Linked DNA regions of Pan troglodytes: region 2 is linked to region 1. A link is a contact called in public Hi-C data. All regions are on one chromosome and are shown on one strand. The core of a region is the stretch at or near the end of the contact, and the rest is flanking DNA. Distances in the headings are between cores, read along the strand shown. Region 1 overlaps MORC2 (MORC family CW-type zinc finger 2). Region 2 overlaps SMTN (smoothelin).

Region 1 (4,661 bases), core at 1,483-3,982:
TCCTCCATACTTCCCCTCTTCATTCTTCCCAATTCCAGAGACCCCACTCCCCAACTGCCACAGCAGAACCTATGAGTCATCCATGACTCCCCCGCTTCGCTTTCGCCTTCTACTAATCAATCAATCACCAAATCTGTGGGTCCCACATCCTAAAGAGATGGAAACTCCATGTATTTCTCTCACCTCCCTTGGGCGAGTACCGCCAAGCTACAGAGCCTGGGCCTCTCAACTGGAACACTCCAACACTCACCCTAACCTTTCCAACCCAATCACCACACAATCGCTACATGGACCTTCTTAAAAGAATCTGATACTGGCACATCCTTGCTTAATAAAGCCCCACACATTCATCAAGGCCCCGAGGTCAAGCCTAACCTGGCCCTCTCTGATCTCCAAAGGCCACCACCTTTCTCCAGGTGGCCCTGCAGCCAAGTCCCCTCCCACAGCCCTCAGGGCCTTAAGCAGGCTGCTTCTACTGACTTCTATACCCTCCTGTCACCATCCTCAGTCCTGTATCAGGAAACATTCCTGAAAACCCCAACCAAGGCTATATTTTCCTATCCTACTTCTCCTAGAAGCCTGCTCTTTCCAGCTGCCACGCTTCTCTCACTCAAGTATGCAGAATGAACTCACATACCACACCAAAAAGGCAAACAAACCCACTGGCTTGCTATGTAACGATGGAAGGCCTACCATTCCCTACCTGAACAAGTTTGCTATGATTAAGGCTCAGATCTAAACAGAACCAGAACAAATTTAATCACAGCTAATCAACACAGATGAATTAAATTGTAAGTCTGAATTCAATTACCTGCTTCTATGGAAGTTGCGGATTTCTTTCCACAGAACCTCTTAGCCCCCCTTCTTTCAAGCCCTGGCCTCCATGTCTTACATAGGAAAGGAGATAAGAGTCCAGTCTGAGGCTGGGTAGTCCACAGAGCTGCCCTGATCTCCCACAATGAGGGGGCATAGACCTCACCAGAAACAGCTCCACAGACATCTGAGCCACAAGGAGAATCGGCCAAATGTGTGTTTAGCTTACACAGTCAATTACTAAAATGATTTAAACTCAGAATATTCTGGATTCATTAGTCCTTCCTTCCAGCATAGCAGTAATCACTGGGGCTGTGTAGCAGCCACTCCCAAGATGAGACCCACAGCATCAGCTCTATTTTCCTGTTTTCCATACACTCACCTGCTTTACTACCTGCCCAGGCTCTCTCTAGGTATCTGAGTCATAGTTTCTGACATAGAGTAACACATTTCTTCAAAAGGAAAATGAGCTCATAGCACATTCCACAAAATCACCACCAAATAGGAAACACCATGATCAGGGAAGCCCAAAATACTCCCCCCAATAAAACAATGTTCCATGGTAACACTCCCCCCAAAATGGAATTCAAGTGGCAGATCTAGAGGAGCTGCAAATCCAACTCTTAATTCCTGCCACTTGACAGTCTCATTCTCGGAAACAGTTGTTCTCTGAAGTGCTCTGAGATTTTGCTTCCTCTCACATTAAAGTTATCTACCTTAACCCCTCAACCAATTCATCCAGCCAGCTAACTGCGTAACAATTAGGGGGAATGTGCTCCAATCCTGCAACCCCAAAGAGTCTAGCATTGCAAATAACCTACGAAAACCGCCTGGGCAGACTCAGGAAATGAGGACTGGTGATGCAGACCACGAGGATGGGACCTACTTCATCAATGCCTTCTTCCTCATGAAACGTGCGAGACAGGAAGAGGCAGGTCATGGTGTCTTCCTTCTTGGTGAACAGGATAAAATCCTTCCCAATGCGCATTGAGCCCCTGAAAAGGAAACGGAAATGGGTGTTATTCTCCCAGGAGTCAAAAGCTCATCTGCGAAAGAAATCAATCCACTCTGGACATGATTGAAAGTGCCGCTGGAGGGCTCTCCTAAAGGCCCCCCCAGGTCCCAGGACTGTGTGCTGAGTTCCACAACCCTTGTTCCCTCTCCATCCCCCAACACTCCTTCCTCTGCTTTTCCACAGGCCTGTAACTCCTTAGTCTTTACTTACAACGTTCTCAACCACACCATACAGGGTTCTCTCACCACCCTTCTAGGGGGGGCTCATGGCAGACCACCAGCCCCAGGTTAGTCTCACTCCCCCCACAACGCTGAAGAGTAACCCTGCTGTCTTTGAGCTCTTGGTTCATCCCAGCCGCATGAGAGGTGCTGTGCCCTCTGACTGTACCACCATCAGACTTTAGTAGCTGGTACCCTCAACACGTCATCTTCCATGCTGACCACCCCCAGTTCCCACCGTGTCCTTCCTCAGCTGACACAAACTCCCCTCCATTGATGAAACGGCAGCAGCACTGTTAAGTGAAAAGCCCAGTGCCTATACTCACAAGCCCGAAAAAACATCAGTATGAACCCAAGGCGCAGTAATACAGAGGGGCTAATAAAATATAATTCTTGACCACAGGATTCAAGGATGCCTGTAATTAGCTCATGTCCAATAACTGCAGCCATCTCCTGTCCCAGAAGTGTTTTGCCACCTCAAGCTCATTATGACACAGGCAGCTCCCTGCTTTTGGATGCAACTGGTTTCTGGGAACTGTGCCTTGAGGCTGATTTCCAAAAGGCAAAAGTCTGAATGGATTCAACTGCTTCCTTCCTCTGTTTGGCCACGTTAAGCCGGCTAAGAAGCAGGCAGGGACAGGCCTTTCCAGGCAACGCAGGGCAGGGCAGGGCAGGGCAGACGTGTGAAGCACCAGCAGGGGGACCGCCCTCTGAACAATGGGGCTGTTCAGCTCCTTTCTTCCAGCAGCTTCTGGAGCTTTATAGCTATTATCTCATTAGTCTTTATAACACCCCAGGGAGATGATGGAGATGGAAAGCCTCATTACTCTCTTCTGTGTACCAATACAAACCAGACTGGCATGCCAAGCACACAAATGAATGTCATGCCCCATTTCCCCAAACACTCAGGAAAACTCCCAGGACACTACTCAAAGATACCCTGGGGGCTGCCAAGTCCTCGTTCTCCTCCTCCAGTACCCAAAGTGCTGGCAATGCTCCTTGCCCTGACAATTTCACACACCACCTCCTCCTCCTTCCCTAAAGCGTATGGGGAGCAAGTAAGGCACGTTATCTTGCCTTCTGTCAAAGCATGCCCTTGCCCTAACTTGGCAAAAACACTCACTTTGTGCCTCTATCTTCCTTCTGTCTTTGATTCTGACTTTAGCCTTTGAATAGCAAAAGCCCCAAATATCACTTCTCTACTGGCTTCCTTGCTTCTCAGCCCTATTCTCCCCACAAATCACTTTCTCCTGAAACTTATTCAACTTCTGAATTGGTTTCAAGATGATTTTACTGTCTACTCTGAACACTAGATGGCTCCATCTCAATGGGACCTTCACAAAAGTCTTCCACTGAAATACGCTAATAACACTCTCAACTTCTATACGCTTTCCTTCCCAGTCTGCTAACCACTTTCAGAGTCACATTTCATTTGCTTCTGAACCTCACTCTACAAATGTCAGAGATTAGAACCCCATTTTCTAGAGTAAGAAACAGACATTCAGGGAGGTGAAATGGCTTGCCTGAGGTCATTAAGAAACAGACATTCAGAGAGATGAAATGGCTTGCCTGAGGCCATAGAACTGACAGAACCAGGTAGGAGGAGGCTGATCTACAATCTAGATGAAAAGTCAGGGCTTCCCCTGATTCTAGGAGACTTCAGGTTTGGGGGATTTAGATAACCTGCATCAGAATCATATGATTACAGGTGATTCATTTCATCTGTGAAAAACACATTCCTAGCCCCTACCCAGATCCACTGAATCAGGCCAGCAATCTGCCATGGAAACATCAAAGGAGGAGAAATAAAGGCAGAAACCAGGCTCTCACAGCAATGATAGCATGTAATTCTTAACCTACTTGGTATGCATTATCATCTCAATTTACAAAGGAGGAAGCTGAGGCTTAGAGACGTAGTAGCGGAAGTGAGATTTGAACCTTAGCTTGTCATTTAAGTGAAATGCACAGCAGCTCCATTTTGCAGTCAGAAAGACCTGGTTCCTACCCTAGCGCTCTACACATAGGCATTTTTAATGCCTTTGGGAAAGTAACTTCACCCTTATAAACCTCAATTTCTTCATCTGAAAATAATAGTACCTACAACCTCACAGGGCTATCATGAGGATTAAATGAGATCGTTCGTGTGCCTGGCACATGGTAAGTGTCTGTTATTACCATTTGGTTCCTGCCCTGAAAGACAAATCACAAAGTCCGGATACCAGGTCCTGATTTCTTCAGAAGTACTCTCTTTCTTCTCCATACACCCAAAGCACAACTGCACACAAGGCCCAACTGATGCTGCTGACTGATCAAACCACCACCCTCCCTCAAACAAAACAACACGTTTCCACGACAAGACTGGAAACGTGACTCACAATTCCATTTGCACAAACTCCAATTCCACTAAATCTTATTCCATCCAAAGGTATGTACAGCTGGAAGTGAGCATTTCAGAAATAGAAACCTTTCTCTTGGGGCTTCACTCAAAACCAGAACAACACATTCCAAACACTAACCAACTGGGAACTAAGGCTAAGAAAAAGTCCCATGGGATTTGAAGACATTAGGTAGGTCCCTGCTATAAGGGCCTTGCAGTACATTCAGCATCCTCTGGG
Region 2 (4,661 bases), core at 1,003-3,502, 140 kb after region 1:
CTTCCTATACCTGGGGGAATGACAGTGGTGGTGGCAGCAAGAACTACAGGTTCAGCCCACAGCCAGAAGCTGAGCCTGCGGAGTGGGTGGGGGCTGGGTAGGCCCTGTGGATGGGTGGGTGGGGCAGGAAACTGGAGACTGGAGTGCACCCCCTGGTGGTAAGCACAGCTTGGGTGGGTCTTGCCAGGCCCTGGCTTCTCAATCCAGGTCCCTGCCCTCCCTGTTTTGAGGTTTAGACAGGATGAGAGTCTATCCCAGGCCACACAGCAGACTGGCGGCCAAGCTGGCAGGGCTGGAACCAGAGACCCCCTACCCTGGGTTTGGTGAGTTTTCCAGCAAACCACCCTAGGGCAGAGGGCAGCTTCCAGCCAGGAGCCACATTATAGGATGGGACAGTAATGGACGCTCCTAGGTTAGAGAGGGAAAGTAAGGCACAGAGCCTAAGTGCCTGTGGTTTCTAGAAGCCCCAGCATGCCTGATTCATGTCTGTCCCCTGCAGAATTCTCTGAGCTGGTGACAGGTGCCACAGGCACTGGGGATCTCACCAGAAAGGAACCAACGGAGCTAGGGGCCAGCGAGATGGCGGACGAGGCCTTAGCTGGGCTGGATGAGGGAGCCCTTCGGAAGCTGGTAAGTGGCCCCATCACCCACTATGGGGACAGGAAAGCCAAGCCAGAGAGGCAGGGTCAATCCAGGGTACCTCTCAGCTGACAGGAAGAAGTGATGGGGGAAAGGTCAGGAGGAGGGGGATATGGGAACAGGGGTAGGCCAGTTCCATGTGGCTGATGCAGAGGCCCTTGTGGCATGTGCCTGTCCATGCCTGGTACTGAAGCCTAGTCCCTCCCAACCCTCCACAGCCACCACCTGTTTAAACAGTAACTGCTGTAGACTCACCCGTATGCAGCCACAGGTGTGGGGAGGCTGGATATGCCTCTCCAGAGCAATAGCTCAAGCAATGCCCACCCCTGGAAGCTGGCCCAGTGATAATGGTAGCAGCAATGATTAATAATGCCAAGGCCTGGCAGGGGGCAGGCTGGGTACTGGGTATACCATGTCACAGAATAATCACAGCAGCTCTGAAAGCCTGGGCACTGCGACTCAAGAGAGTTAAAATCACCTGCTCAAGGACACCCATCTAAGAAGGAGCTGTGCCAAAATCCCAACCCCATAGTGGGCCACGGGGGACCAGAGTCCTGGGAAAGTCAAGGCTGGACGAGGCCATAAGAGAGAGACAGGTTTTGTGGGCCCTTGTGGATTCTGTGGCTTCTCATCTCATTTTTCTACTCTTGAGTCTCAGTTCCTCTACCTGTAAAATGAAGGGAGGGAGGGAGATGTGTTTGCACACAAGCTCTAGGTCCTAGAGTTGGCATGGGGACAGAATGAGGCATGGACCCAGATCTCAGGTGGAGGAAAGATGAGCCCACTCCATCCCCTTTCTTGTTCCTCTTCCTGAGAGCCCTGTCTACCTCCATGCACAGAGAGGCCGTAGGGCAACCCAGGGGGCAGGGCTCCTTCCCCAACCCCCAAGGCCAGGCAGCCTGACCTGGAGGAGGGGCCAGAGGAGCTCCATCTCCTCAGTCCCTGACCCTTGTCCATGGGGGTAAATTAAAGATTTACTTTACCTAGAAGACAAGTGACCCACCCCACTCTCATACCTTCCCCCGCAGGCAGAGGCTGGAACCAACCAGCGTAGCCCTGCCACTGGGCAGTGCCCAGCTGCTGCCATGACCTCCCCAAGGCACTCTGCCTGTATGTTCTCGGACCAGTGCATTAGACTCTCTGGGTGTCTGCCTCTCCACTATCACCGCAGGATGTGTGCAGCCTGGAGGGGATGAGGTTGGGTTTCCAAAGGTGCCCGCCAGTCAGTTCGACCTTCCCTCAGGAAGTCCAAGTCCCAGTGGGGGTCGTAGAGGCAGCGCAGTCCAAAAAGAGGGAATGCCAGGCCAGGTTCCCGCACATCCTCATCTCAAGGTGTCCACAGGCAGGCTCAGGGTTCTTCAGCCGCCACCTCCCTCTCTTAAGCGAGCCTCCGGCGGCGCTGGAAAAGAGTTTTGGAGAGAAGCTGGAGCAGTGGTTGAATCTCTGGGAAAGGACAGATGAGAACCTGCCCCGGTCTCGGGATCGGTGCCTCTCGAAGTCTTTCCGACCCCGGGAGCGGCTCCTCCAGCACCCGGCGCCCGCCATTACTGCGCCCCGCGCGCCGGCCCGGCCCCCGCTGGCCTCGTGGCAAGAACGGGGGCGTCCCGAGCCGGGCTCCTCCCCGCGGGGCCGGGCCATATAAGGAAAAGCTAGGCCCGCTCCGCCCGCCCTGCGCCCCAGCGTCTGGCCGATTTGGGGACGCGGGCAGTCGCTTCCGGCCCCGGCTCCCGCACATTCTTGAGGATTGGGCCGGGGATGGGAGGAATGGGGACGCCTGGGGACTTGCACGCCGCGTGCCCCTCCACCACCCGCCGGGACGCCCTCTGCCTCGGTCCCGAGTTCGAGTTCGACCTCCGCCACTCAGCTGGGTGTCCTGGGGACCTTGGTTTCTTCCCTTTAGATCCGGACACTGAAGCAGGCGGTAGCGGGTGTCTTCCTACCTGGCTACCCCTTCGGCGCCTAGCGCGAGGCAGGGTGGGCGAGGCGAGGGCGGTGCCCTGCGAGGGAGGGCGGTCGCAGAACCTGCGGGCCTTCAGCGCCCCCTGGCGAGGCTTCCCTCCACCGCCGGCGGGACCCCCATGGGCAACTGGGGGAGCTGGGACTGAAAGCCTGGAGATCCCCCTCCGTTGTGCTGTTGGGGAGACTGAGGCCCAGTGAGACCTCAGGGCCTGCCAGGCGTTCCCAACAGCGAGGGCAGAGAGTACACGGAGAGCCGGCTCCCCAGGGGGAGGAAGCACCCTCTTTCCTCCCGGGAGAATTTCACTGGGCAGTTTCGGAAACCGCCCCATCCCCTTCCCCTTCCCCCTCGGTAGACAATGGCGCTTTGTACTTCCTTCCCTCCCTCCCACAGCTCCCTCCTTACACAGCGGTGGGGCCTGGGCGCGTGGAACTAGGGACACACAGAGGAGACACTGTGGTCCAACCTTTGCCTCCAGGCCCAAAGGGAAGGGTCGTGCCAGAGGGTGACCAGTGGAATGAGGTTGTCAGTCTCCAGCCTTGCCCACCCACTTTGGGGGATCAGAGGGAGGCTCCCATTTTCCAGATGGGGACACTGAAGCTCCGGGGGTTGTGCTGTAGAGGTGGCCAAGTTCCTACATCAGGCTTTTGTCAGAGACAAGGACCCCATCTCTGAGCCCAGAGCACTGAGAATGGGGACCTAGGAGACAAAAGGCTAGCCCTTGCCCCTCTGGGCCTCTTTACCCTCTGTACAGAAGGGGCTGGACCCTCTGTCCCCTCCAGCCCCCAGCCTCCAAATGTACCACAGAAGGCTCTAGGCCTGAGACACAGCCAGCACCGGGGGCTGGGGAGTGAGCCTCATTCCCCCCGCCTCTGCTATAAGGCCTCCTTAGGCCTCAGAGCATCTCTAGTCCAGGCTAGAGGGGTCTCCAACACAGTGCCAGGATCCCTGAGGTCCCCACCATGACACACAGACCCCAATAGCAGAGCTATCTTCAGCCTAGGGCAGGCCCTGGAGTCAGAGAGACCTGGTTCAAATCCTGGCTCAGGTCATTTGACCATGAGCAAATCACATCTCCTCCCTGGACTTCAATCTCCTCATCTGTCAAATGGGAATAACAGTAGTATCTAGGGTTTTTGTGGGCTTAGGACAAGTAGGGGGCTCAGCACAGGGTTTGACTCACAGACTCTCCATAAATGTTACTGATGCCTAGGGGTATCCTGCCCTTCCCATTTGCCCCCTCGTCTCTCTCCCTCCTCCTGACTGGCTAGAACCAAGTATGGGGGTGATGTTTATTGCAACTGCAGCTATGTACAGGAGAGGCCAAGTCACTGTTCCCAACCCCACCCACTGGCAAATGAAAAAACCAAGACACAGAGAGTTTAAGGGATATGCTCTTGATCACCCAGCCAGGATTGGACTAGGGCTGGAACCAACTAGGGGCTCTGGCCTGAGTTTCAGGGGGTCTTCTCATAATTCCTCAGGAATGTGGAGCCTGGAGGGCTGTTCCCCCAAGACTCTCCCTGCTCTCTTCAGACTAGGACAAGCTGGCTCATGGCTGAGTTGGGCCAGCCCACACTCCCTGCTGAAAACTATCTCCATCCCATCCCCACCCTTGCCACCTGGCCTTCCCACTAAGCAGAAAGGAATGACGGGGGGCGCTAAAAAGGGAGATGATAGAGGGTTCTTTGGCCCTACCCCTGAATGATTTGGGGGGTGGGGACAGAGGAAATCACCCCGCCTTTACTGGCTCCCGTCTGGTTATCAGACCCACACTGGAGGCTTATCTCTGCCACTATCTTCCAGGGGAACCCTGGGCCAGTCCTCTCTCCCTTGAGCCACGGAGGATCTGTATGTAGCAGGTGGCTCTACATGGTGGAGGTGTGGGGGAGGCAACAGGATTGGCTGACTCACTCCAGAGAAGGTGTTCTTTCCTGAACCTGGTTAGACCAGTCACCCCCAATTTCCCGGGAACTGAGGGGTTGAGAACCGGTAGAAGCAGCTGTCACCCAGGGATGCCCTCTATAAGGCCCTGGGGTGGCCCCTAGTGCCAGCCACCTTATAT

What was found. Hi-C and Micro-C count contacts between places; a contact is called where the count stands out from the background.
Region 2: a Hi-C map of stem cell-derived neural progenitor cells shows a contact between it and region 1, with 4 times the contacts expected there. The contact joins two enhancer-like sites. A contact is called at or near these places in 3 of 7 Hi-C or Micro-C datasets (blood, induced pluripotent stem cells and stem cell-derived neural progenitor cells), 1 of 1 datasets of contacts at active chromatin or transcription factors (stem cell-derived excitatory neurons) and 1 of 1 other capture datasets (stem cell-derived neural stem cells).

Annotation. Positions count from the first base shown.
Region 1 is chr23:33,065,254-33,069,914 of NHGRI_mPanTro3-v2.0_pri, forward strand. MORC2 (MORC family CW-type zinc finger 2) reads right to left here. Exons shown (of 26, transcript XM_016938972.4): 6 at 1,700-1,808. Among named protein-coding and RNA genes, the nearest start is that of TUG1, 22 kb to the right of the region's middle. Within about 2 kb of position 2,733, at least 8 of the 24 cell types and tissues checked have an H3K27ac peak or open chromatin away from gene starts, as enhancers often do. A contact at or near this core is called in stem cell-derived neural progenitor cells and stem cell-derived neural stem cells, where this site is marked.
Region 2 is chr23:33,201,594-33,206,254 of NHGRI_mPanTro3-v2.0_pri, forward strand. It overlaps SMTN (smoothelin), which reads left to right. Exons shown (of 23, transcript XM_016938985.4): 3 at 237-323; 4 at 500-630. The coding sequence starts at 242. Among named protein-coding and RNA genes, the nearest start is that of SMTN, 21 kb to the left of the region's middle. Within about 2 kb of position 2,253, at least 11 of the 24 cell types and tissues checked have an H3K27ac peak or open chromatin away from gene starts, as enhancers often do. A contact at or near this core is called in stem cell-derived neural progenitor cells and stem cell-derived neural stem cells, where this site is marked.